2 separate regions of the Mus musculus genome follow, and region 2 is linked to region 1. Evidence: chromatin contacts called from public promoter capture Hi-C data. All regions are on one chromosome and are shown on one strand. The core of a region is the stretch at or near the end of the contact, and the rest is flanking DNA. Distances in the headings are between cores, read along the strand shown.

The links. Promoter capture Hi-C pulls out the DNA fragments that hold promoters and counts their contacts.
Region 2: a promoter capture Hi-C map of the HPC-7 cell line shows a contact between it and region 1, with 2.1 times the contacts expected there. A contact is called at or near these places in 6 of 39 promoter capture datasets (the 3T3-L1 cell line, 3T3-L1-derived adipocytes, the HPC-7 cell line and 2 more).

What each region holds. Positions count from the first base shown.
Region 1 is chr19:16,779,083-16,784,284 of GRCm38.p6, reverse strand. Vps13a (vacuolar protein sorting 13A) reads left to right here and starts at 3,352. Exons shown (of 72, transcript NM_173028.4): 1 at 3,352-3,615. The coding sequence starts at 3,516.
Region 2 is chr19:17,069,025-17,074,642 of GRCm38.p6, reverse strand. All of the region lies in intron 6 of Prune2 (prune homolog 2), which reads right to left. Among named protein-coding and RNA genes, the nearest start is that of Prune2, 120 kb to the right of the region's middle.

The sequences.
Region 1 (5,202 bases), core at 2,103-4,602:
ATAATTGCTAGTTTGCATGGACATTGTTTGCTTAGATTTTGCAGACATGATCTAACTTTTTCAGAGAGGCTATAGCATTTCACATTCTCATTTTTAGTATATGAATGACCCTGGTTCTCAATAGTTTCACCAGCATTTGGAGATCATAACTATTTTTAAAAGCTTTACTGCTGGGTTAAATAAGGGAAAAATTCACATGTATGACTGCAGCTCTGATTTCCTTTCCCCAGCTGTTAGTGCTGTTGAACAAGATTTATCTTTGCATTTATGTGTTGCTCAGATCAAGTTTTTAGGCAGACTTTTGAGCGTTCAAATCCAATTCCATATGAGTTGCCCAGTGAGGTTTGGACTGTGTCTGTGTATGTCTTCATCTTCAAAAAAAAAATGCATAGAAAATAGACACTGTCAAAAGCCTTATCATCTAGAGATAGCTGTGGTTAACATTTGGTGAATATATTCCCAGACTTTTGTATATTCTGTACAGTCAAAATTAGCTGACAATTCACAACAATTTAGTCCTTTCTCCCAAGATAAGAGCGATAACCTCTCATTTTATAAATCTTTGTTTTCATTTTAATTCCTGCATTGTTAACCTAGTGTATGCATGTATATGTTAATTTGCCTAGCTTCTCTACTAATGAATATTTAAGTTTGCTTCTTTAAGCAAAGGTTTAATAAATGTTCTTATAAGAATAGGTTTTAATTTTTAAAAATTCTTTTCTTAGCTTAAATCTCTGGAAGGATTGCTAAGGCAAAATTCATACACTTACATACATGTAAGTATGTATACACTAACATATGCACACACAGATGGATCAGCTTGTTGGAACTTACAGGCTGGCATTTACAAAGATTGTGTTTACTTATATTACCATCAATATTGGCTGTAAGATTCTTTAAGAATTTTCTCCTTTGCTTGTCCTTCCAACAAGCTTTGTTTTCTTTCATTTAAAAATAGAAGCAATAAGTCAAAACAAGTTATTATTATTATTATTATTGAGAAATATGTGAATATTCTCAAATATGATGAATCAGGAAGTCCAATTTCGTTTTTGACTTTGGAAAAATTCCTAATACCTCAGTGTCCCTGAGATCATGAAGTTGACTTAGAAACTCCATAAAGGCCCTTCAAAAGAAAAACTATGTGAAACTATGTCAAATAAGCCAGGTGTGGTGACAATAGCCTTTATTCCCAGCATTTGAGAGGTAGAGGCAGGAACATACATCTCCACGAGTTTGAGGTCAACTCCATGTACAGAGTTCAGGAAGATGTGTCTCAGAACAATCACACAACATGCAGCAAACATCCTCAGACCTTGCTGTGACTGTCCTCCTAGCCAGGTGTCCTCCATCTTGTTCAGCTGTAGCCCCTTGTAAAAGGCTTGTCTCAGCTGGTGGAGGAGCGTACCTTGCTGTACTATCACCTGTGGTATGTGACTGTGCTTGAATTGCACATGGCCTCAGGGAGGGACTAGAACGGTGGTTCTCAACTTTCTTATTGCTGAGACCCTTTAACACAGTTCCTCATGTAATGGTGACTCCTAACCATAAAGTTATTTTTGTTGCTACTTCACAACTCTAATCTTGCCACTGCTATGAATTGTAATACAAATATCTTTCTTTTTCCAATGGTCTTAGACGACCCCTGTGAAAGGCTTATTCAGGACCCTTGTGGATACCCACAGTTTGAGGACTGACAAACTGGGGTTGTGGATGGGGAAGACTAGAAGAGTGGGTTCTGTCTATGAAGCTACAATGGAGAAGCCTTCATCCCTGTTGGGTAAGTACTTCCCACACCCACACTCCCATAACGAAGTCCTCAGATATGCTCTTTAAGGAAGCCCAACAAACTCATTGGTTCTCCAACGTGAACTTTGATGGAATCATATCTGCGTTTGTCCTTGGGGACCATAGGAGAAGCAGTCCAGTGTTTTATATCTTCTCTGGGATCAAATTTTAGAATAGGCTCAAGAGACGACACTGCCTAATAGCATTTGCTTCAGAGGACCTGAACTCCGTTGCCAGCACCCACCCACATGGAGGCTCACAACCTCCTGTAACGCCAATAACCAGAGAGCTATTCCTGAGGGTACCAGGTACGGATGTAGAAAACACTTATACACACACACAAATGAAATTTAAAATTGTGCTAAATAAAAACTCATTAAAAAAAACCAACATGGATGAAGGTTTAGAATCTTGATAGAAAAATCCATGAAAACAGAAGGGGTCCTATTTGGGAAGAAGGAATCAGTCAATAGGACAAGAAAGAGTCATGGGTAATAAACGACCAAAATATACACATTTATCAAGATGTTATAATGAAACCCATTATTTTGTAAAATATATGCTAATATATTCTTTAAAAGCTTAAAAAAGTTTACACTATTTTTGCTCTTTTTTTTTTCTGAAATAAATTTGAGATACTTGATGACTATGCACAAAATACACTCAGTGCCAAATCAGGATGTGCCTTGCGAAGAGAAAGTTGAAAGTGTACTGCTGCCTCTGAAATCCTCAGAGGATTAATGTCGGTTCTGTAAGTTGCACCTCTGTCTTGTGACCTCAGGACTTTGGGACCAATTTTCTCTAAGTCCAAGCGTGGAGCGGAGACACTACTTATTTTAGCTTGGCCACTAAGGCTCAGAGGTGTCTTTCTTGGTTCTTGGCAGGCTCTCTGCTGTCTCCGGACTGACTCAAACGTGCTACTCTTTAACATGACTGGCGGCTTTCACATAAATGATTTGACCGGAAAAAGGTGCCAAGAGCAGTTGCACATTAAGAACTTGGAATTTATCTCCCAACTTTACTCTCCCTCGCCCCTCCTCAGCACAGATTAGTAGCTGAGGAAGTAAGGGAAGGCAACTGAAGGGCCAGTTCGCATCCTTGCCAGGAGAAGGGAGAACGTCAGGAAGTACCCAAGCACCAAGGCTGGCCGAACCTCACAACTGGTAATAATGGGGGAAAAGCGTCCTGGGAAACTGCCTCAGGAAACTTCCCGCAACCTCGCACCAAGCTGTACACTCTCCACTCTTTGGATCCCGCGATCTTAGTTTTCTCTTTCGGAAGCGGCGTTCCTGTCGGTTATCATCACGCCCCGCCTCCTAGAGAAAGTTCGCTGCGGGTAAAAAGGAGAATCATTCCGGGGCGGGGTCTCCAGCGCTCGACTGGTGTTCTGTTGCTAAGCGACGGATAGGAGGCGCGGCCGGCGGGAGAGGCCCGGCGGTCCGCTCGCGGGCAAGGGCGGGCCCGCGGCTGCGCAGCCGCCGTCCTTCACTCTCGCTCCCGGCCGCGCCTCCAGTTCCGCGTCGGTCACGCCCCCACGCGCAGCCCGAGCTGCGCACGCGTGGTGCGAGCGGCTACCTTCCTTCTGTGGGGCTCGCGGTCGGGTTGAGGGGACCCGGCAGCACCCGCACCGTAGCTGGAGCGGGCCGGGAGCCGGTAAGCCGAGCCGTCTCGAGGGAGGAGCAGCCCGGGTAGTGCCGCGGTGCCCTCCGCGGCAGAGAGGAAAAAAAATGGTATTCGAGTCGGTGGTCGTGGAAGTGTTGAACCGGTTCCTGGGAGACTATGTGGTGAACCTGGACGAGTCCCAGCTCTCCCTGGGCATTTGGAAAGGTAACGGGGTCGCCGCTCCAGGGTCGCGGGAGACGGCGGCGCGGTTTCTCGTGGCTTCGGTCCTTGGCCAGCCCGGCGCCGCCACCTGCAGCTGCCCGCCTCGCCCTTCAAGTTATGTAAAGCGGGGCGGCGGTTCCCGGGCGGGCGGGCGGGCGGCGCGAGCCGTGAGGTTGGGGGAGGCGCTGGCTGAAGCCTCGCGTCCCGGTGGGGCCGGGTGCTGGTGACCCTTGGCCTCCGCTGGGCAAGGGAGGCATCCCTGGCAGTTTGGCCCCGGGCTGTCAGGAAGGCTCCGGCGAGCCCACGGGGAGTCGCACGCCGACTTGCACGTGAAGACCAGGCGCCGTCCGCGAAGACACCCTTCGTCCCTTCCCTGCCCCACTTCACCGTGCTTTCTAGGCGAGTTCCGGTCCGGCCACTGAACTTGGACTTGGGTGTTGCTTAGCTGGGACAGGCAAATGACAGGGGGAATAAAAGGAAAGGAAAGCCCCTTTCAGAGTATCTCAGAGTTACTTAGGTTTTCAGGTCGCAGCCTGACCAGGTGGGAATGTGGGTGTTTGTAAGACCTGAGTTTTTTGTTTTTTTAAAGAACGAAAAGAAAATGCAGGAAAACAGACGGTCAAAATGTAATTTGGGCTTTCCGTTTCTCGGACCTGACGAAGACGTGATGAGCACTCCTCTCTGTTGCTTAGATGGGAAGGGCTGCATCTACCCCTTCACTGCAATGATTTACCTAATACAGTGTCTTATTTTTAGTGTTTCCATCTGTATTGCATTAGACTCTTGTTTATTTTAAGTAGCTATTAGCAAGTAGAGGCCTTTTTTGAAATGAACGTTCCAGGCCAAAGTTAGGGTTAATTATTTGTGTAAATAGTGTGTGCATTCTCTGATAATGTACTTACTTAAAACTTTCTAAAAGTTCTCGTTTATCTTGAGCCTTCTCATTTTTGAAATAATGAAAACAAGTAATTTAGTTTTATTAAACAAACAAGCCCTCAATGTAGCTAGGTACCTTCTTCCACGATAACGTGGGCAATTGATCTGTAAGAGCTAGCACAGCCTCTTTGAGATCAGGTACTTGCAAGTTGCTTAGTCTGCGCTGCTTCTCAGTTGCAGAGTGAGGATAACAAAACTCTGTAGCTCAGAAAAAAAGCCTGGAAGAATATCTGAGCTGGTACCTGGAGAGATGGCTCAGTGGTGAAAAGCGCTGGCTACCTTTCCAGATGACTTGGATCCAAGCCTGGTGTCCACATGACAGCTTACAATCATCTGTCCCAGGGCATCTGCCTTTCTCTTCTGGCTCTAGGGGCCACTGCACACAAGCGTGTAGTGCACAGACATACACACAGGCAAAACACTCATACATACAGATGAAAACAATAAAATGAACAAGAAAACGTTACTTGAACAGTGGTTTGATTTGTAGTGAAATGTTTTGTACATTTAAGGTGCAGGCTGTGTAAACTATAATTCACCAAATTTATGTATTTAAAGTTTACCTAGAATAAAGTTGAGTCTTGTGAATAGTTTTGTTTTAATAAACCTTAAGAATGTTTCAACTATCTCAATAATGATACAAAAAGATTATAA
Region 2 (5,618 bases), core at 2,698-5,197, 290 kb before region 1:
AAGGCTACATGATAATAAATACAATGAGATTTCACAATTACACTAAAAAGGGAAATAGGCTTGGGACAGATTTGTTATCAAGAAAAAACATTCATTCTAGTTCAGGTTCAAGGATGAAGCCACAGTTGTGCACTATGAAAAAGTGAGCCCATGTGAAACTGTTGCTTTGAACTTATAAAGAACTTGTAGAATGAAACACTTCTTTGAACTTATTATTGACATTCTTCTGTAACTCCCCTTTTGTAACATTTTATCTGTGAGATAATTTTCTAAAGTTATTTGTTTTTTGTCTAAGAAACTATAAGAAGGCCAGAGAGAAGAAATAAAGTATGGCATTTGGGGCTCAGCCCCATTTACCAAATGTATATATGTATGTGTCTGTTTGCCTATATGTATGTATATACATACATGTGTAAGTGTATGTATATGTATGTAAGTATGCATGAACACTTGTGGAGTTGATGAGCCAGATGATTGAGCCTGATCAGTGTGTGTGTGTGTGTGTGTGTGTGTGTGTGTGTGTGTGTGTGTGTTGTCTGTGCAAATGATTTTCTTTCTTTTCCTTTCTTTTCTCTCTGGTTCAAGAAGAGCTAACAAGTCCCAAGCCTCTTGGCTGGCCAGGGAGAGGTCCCTGAGCCAGAGAGAAAACAGCTCTAGCAATTAGGTCTTTTTTTTTTTCCTCCATCTTAATCCTCTGCTGCCAGCAGGAGTTTATTACCAGAAACCAGCAACATTTAGCCACAGAATAGTAAGAAACCAGTGCTTATTAACACAAAATAGTAAGAGAGAGCTACAAGGCTAGAGATCACCAGAATTTGACCTTGGTCTGACTGTGTCCTGCCTTATACCATCCATTCTAAAGGCCAGGGCAGGTCCCGGCAGACAGGCACTTCGGACTCAGTTTTCTCATACTGTGGCAATACATTATTATAGAAATATCTTTTTTTTTTCATTTTTTTCATTTTTATTTTTTTTATTAGGTATTTTCCTCGTTTACATTTTCAATGCTATCCCAAATGTCCCCCATACCCACCCCCCCCAATCCCCTACCCACCCACTCCCCCTTTTTGGCCCTGGCGTTCCCCTGTACTGGGACATATAAAGTTTGCAAGTCCAATGGGCCTCTCTTTGCAGTGATGGCCAACTAGGCCATCTTTTGATACATATGCAGCTAGAGACAAGAGCTCCGGGGTACTGGTTAGTTCATATTGTTGTTCCACCTATAGGGTTGCAGTTCCCATTAGCTCCTTGGGTAATTTCTCTAGCTCCTCCATTGGGGGCCCTGTGACCCATCCAATAGCTGACTGTGAGCATCCACTTCTGTGTTTGCTAGGCCCTGGCATAGTCTCACAAGAGAGAGCTATATCTGGATTCTTTCAGCAAAATCTTGCTAGTGTATGCAATGGTGTCAGCATTTGGATGCTGATTATGGGATGGATCCCTGCATATGGCAATCACTAGATGGTCCATCCTTTCATCACAGCTTCAAATTTTGTCTCTGTAGCTCTTTCCATGGGTGTTTTTGTTCCCATTTCTAAGAAAGGATAAAGTGTCCACACTTTGGTCTTCGTTCTTCTTGAATTTCATGCGTTTGGCAAGAAATATCTTTTAAATTCCAAGAGACTTGAGCTTCTACTGGATCACAAAGCCAATTAATAATATACCTCGAGGTCATTTAAGACTTTACACTGCTGTCCTTCCGTATACTCAGCCTGTTTGTTTAAACTGATTTTAAGATAACAATGTAACACTCAACCATACTCAAATCTTTGGATTTCTCATGTAATTAGCTTTTATAACCTAAAATAATATGTAGATCTAATCTTAAATTATGTACCTTTTCATGCCCCTGACTCAGAGAGCAATACATGTGTGTGTATATATATATATGTATGTATATATATATATATATATATATATATATATATATATACATATATATATACACACATATATGTGTGTGTGCTATGACATTTGTTTGCTTAAAACAGCAAATAGCTTGAAAAAAACAACCATATGTAACAAATACCATAAAAATACTTTATACAGCAAATACCTGCCATAACTCCTGAAAGCAACATATGGATATCATTTGATGAGCATCTGTTTATAGCACTGAGAGCCCAAGGGTCAGTAGGGATTAGCTGGAGCACAGAGCTCAATCCCTTGTAAAACTCTGTTAAATATTTCTGTAATGTGTTCCCCATAACTCCCCTGCCATGTGATGCTTTCTTTGGTGTTCAGTAAATACAAAGCAAAAGCCCTTTGTTGGGAACGGTTGGACTTACAGTTATGCATCAGGCAGGCACAAGGATAAGACATTGGCAAAAGAGGCACATTAAATGCATAGAGACTACAGACAAGCCAGAAACCACACACTACAGATAGAAGATATGGGAAGAGAAGTGAAGAATTCATCTTGGCCTTGCTCTCAGTCAAATGAATTCAGGGAGTTCAAGACCTGAACTTTCTTTCCTTAATGAGTTACCGGCACATTTTGGTGTCTCTGAGTCTATCTTTAATACATTTAATCAACACAGTGTTCTACAGCATGGCCACATTTCATCCGTCCCCCTTCATCTCCTAGTGTGTCCTTCTAGATGAAGGACTTTACTGCAACCAAGCTAAAAGCCCTGGCTCCATCAACACACTTGAAACTTGCTGCACCCACGCCCTGCAAGAAACCTATCAAGACTCAGCAGAATTTTGCAACAGGTACATAAACCAAACTGAGTAGAACTCTTTGGATTTTCCTGTTCAAAATTAGACAGAAAGCAGGAGTCTCATCTGGAATTTTAGGACTCCCTCGTGCCTTCCTGTCTACCAGCCCGAGACTTATCTTCAGGACAGCTTCTGTCCCATCGTTCCTATTCCCAAGACACAAAGCAAACGTGTAGGCTTCTTCACAGTAGCAGACTACAAGGAAAGCGACTTGTATCTGTGAGGAAAGTTTGCTTATAGTAGCTGTGTTAGGCCCACATGTGCCGTTTGGTACATGTCATCTGTATTAAAGCTTAACTATACATATAATCTCAAATTTATGTGTAGGGCTCTCTAACCACCAAAGGAACGAGAGGCGTATTCTCCTTAACGTGTAGTAGGTCTCACCTTGTAGACCTGCACTTATATATCTTTATCTCTGGGCACCAAAGACCAGGATTAGGCAACTGCTTTTCTCTTTACTGGAATCTTTTTCTTTTCCTGTTTTGTATTTTAAATACTTTTTGGTCACTAGGTGGCTCTGAATTGCCATTGAAAACTAAGATCTTAAGAAATACTGACAAACATGTGCATTTCCTTTTGCCAAAAAATTAAAACCTTTTTACTTGAGAACACTAATCAGAATCTTCCGATATCTCCATGAACTTCTATTAACAGGCTGTATGCCCCTAACATTTGGGATTCATTTTGATAGTTTCGGTTTTAAAAGTTTTTCTGATTAGGGATGAGGTGATAGTTGTTAGGAAAGTCTTTGCTGTGGAAGCATGAGAGTGTAATGTTGAACCCCAGCTCCTAAGGAAAGCTGAGCATAGCAGTGGATTCCAGCAACCCTAGGGCTTGAGATGGGGAAGCAGGAAGACTGGCCAGCCAATAGCAGCTATAGCAGTGGGCTCTGAGTTGGCAAAGAGACATTGTCTCAAACTAAAGTGCAGAGGTATGGAGAAAGACATCTACCTCTGGCCTCTACATGCACTCACATGGGCACACATACATAAACACACACACACAAGGTGGGGGCCTTTAAGTGTATATAAGTTACCCCAGGGCTGACCAATTTTTTTAACTTTGATTTGTATGTTTTCACTGATAGAATGGCTACCTTCACTCTCAGTTGGATCTTCTGCTCTAGCCCTACTGACTGCTTGCTGCCTCTGAGACATGTCCAGACACACAACCATGCTCTTTCTTCCTAGTATGTAATTTCCCTCTCTGTTTCCAACCAATAAGCTTCCCTTTTCTCTTCTAGTCTGATGTTAAATCATTTGTCATCTGGAGTCTTCAAACATTTATGACAAGGAGCCTGGTGCAAGTGCCAAGGCCACCTCAGCTTGAAGCTCAGTTACATGGCTTGTTCACTGGCCATGAGATGCTTAGAAAGACACTTGGTTTTAATTTCTTCACCCATGAGCATCAGTGACAGAGTCCAGTGAAGTTTATGAAAGTTACTTGAAGAGGATTGTGCCAATCAAGTTTTTGTCAATTTGACACAAGCTAGGTCACCTGGGAAGAGGGAACCTCAATTGAGAAAAGCCTCTATCAGATTAGTCCTTAGGAAAGTCTCTGGGACATTTTCTTGATTAATAATTGACATGGGAGGGCCCAAGACACTATGGGTGGTGTCACCCCTGGGTAGGTGAACCTATGTTGTATAAGAATTCAGGCAGAACAAGCCAAGAGAAGCAAGCCCCTGCTGTAGCTCCTGCCTCCAGGTTCCTGCCTTGAGTTCTTGCCCTGACTTGCCTTCTTCATAAGCTCTAACTTGGAAGTGGAAATAAACCCTTCAGACTCTGAGTTGCTTTGGGTCATGGCATTCATCACAATAATAGGAGGCAAACTAGAACAAGGACTCAGAACAGTGCCTGCATCCCATGCTAAGAGAGGGAAGCATGGAATGAATACAGTCCAAGTGAGCTATAAGCAAAGCATAGTTGTTTCTTTGCGAGTATGCACACTGAATTTGAGTGTTGTGACTCATCTCTAGTCTCTCCTAGATGAAACATACATCATGCACATGAAGTGTAGGTTGGCTTTGTACACACCTGACTCTTCCAGTAGACTGTGATGGGACAAACATAATGATCAGTTGGGGTTTCATACCTCGCAAGCCCCAGTCAAGAACTTGTATGTCACCTAGCTACCATCCTTGTTTCTGCCACATTGTGGTGAATGAGAAGAGGAATCCGGAAGATTTTTCTGTGTAAAAAGGATACAAGTCTTAAGCAATAGGAAAAGAAAGGAAATTAAATGAGGTACCATAGACTATGGATTGACAACACCACACTGTTGGAGAACTACTGGCAAAGGCAAGAATCCCAGTGTAGAGTAGGCTTCTAGACTTCTAGAAGTGACATACCAGTCTCCACATTTTATGTTTTTAGACAATGATATACTATCAAGGGAAGGACAATTCATCATTCATTAGTGAATTCAGTCACCAATTGTCTCATGGAGCAAGTGATAATCTCCTGCATGTTGGCCAGTGCTTTCAGGCTTACAGACCATTCTGTGGCTTTTAAGGAGTTGCAGGTTAGCGAACAGAAATAGTAAGTCAATAAATCAGTTTAAAGAGGATTGCTAACACTGACAGGTGCCAGCCAGAATAAACTCTGTGATGAGAAAGAACACAAAGCAGAAGGGAGGTCAGAGTGGGAAGTCTGGGGCATTGATAAGGTTACATTTCATGCATTCCTGTATAAAGGGAGATAATGCGCTTTGTCATATTCTGACCTCAAAGTAAACTGGAGAAAAGAATAAGCTTGAATGAAGAACCGAGGACCGCCAAAGGTTGGTGCAGGAGCAGAGGAACGAGATGAGGTTGCGTGCAGCAGGACCACGTGATACAAAGCTTGAGGAGAATGGGGGTGAATTTTGGTTTTCCTCATAGGCAATGAGGCCTA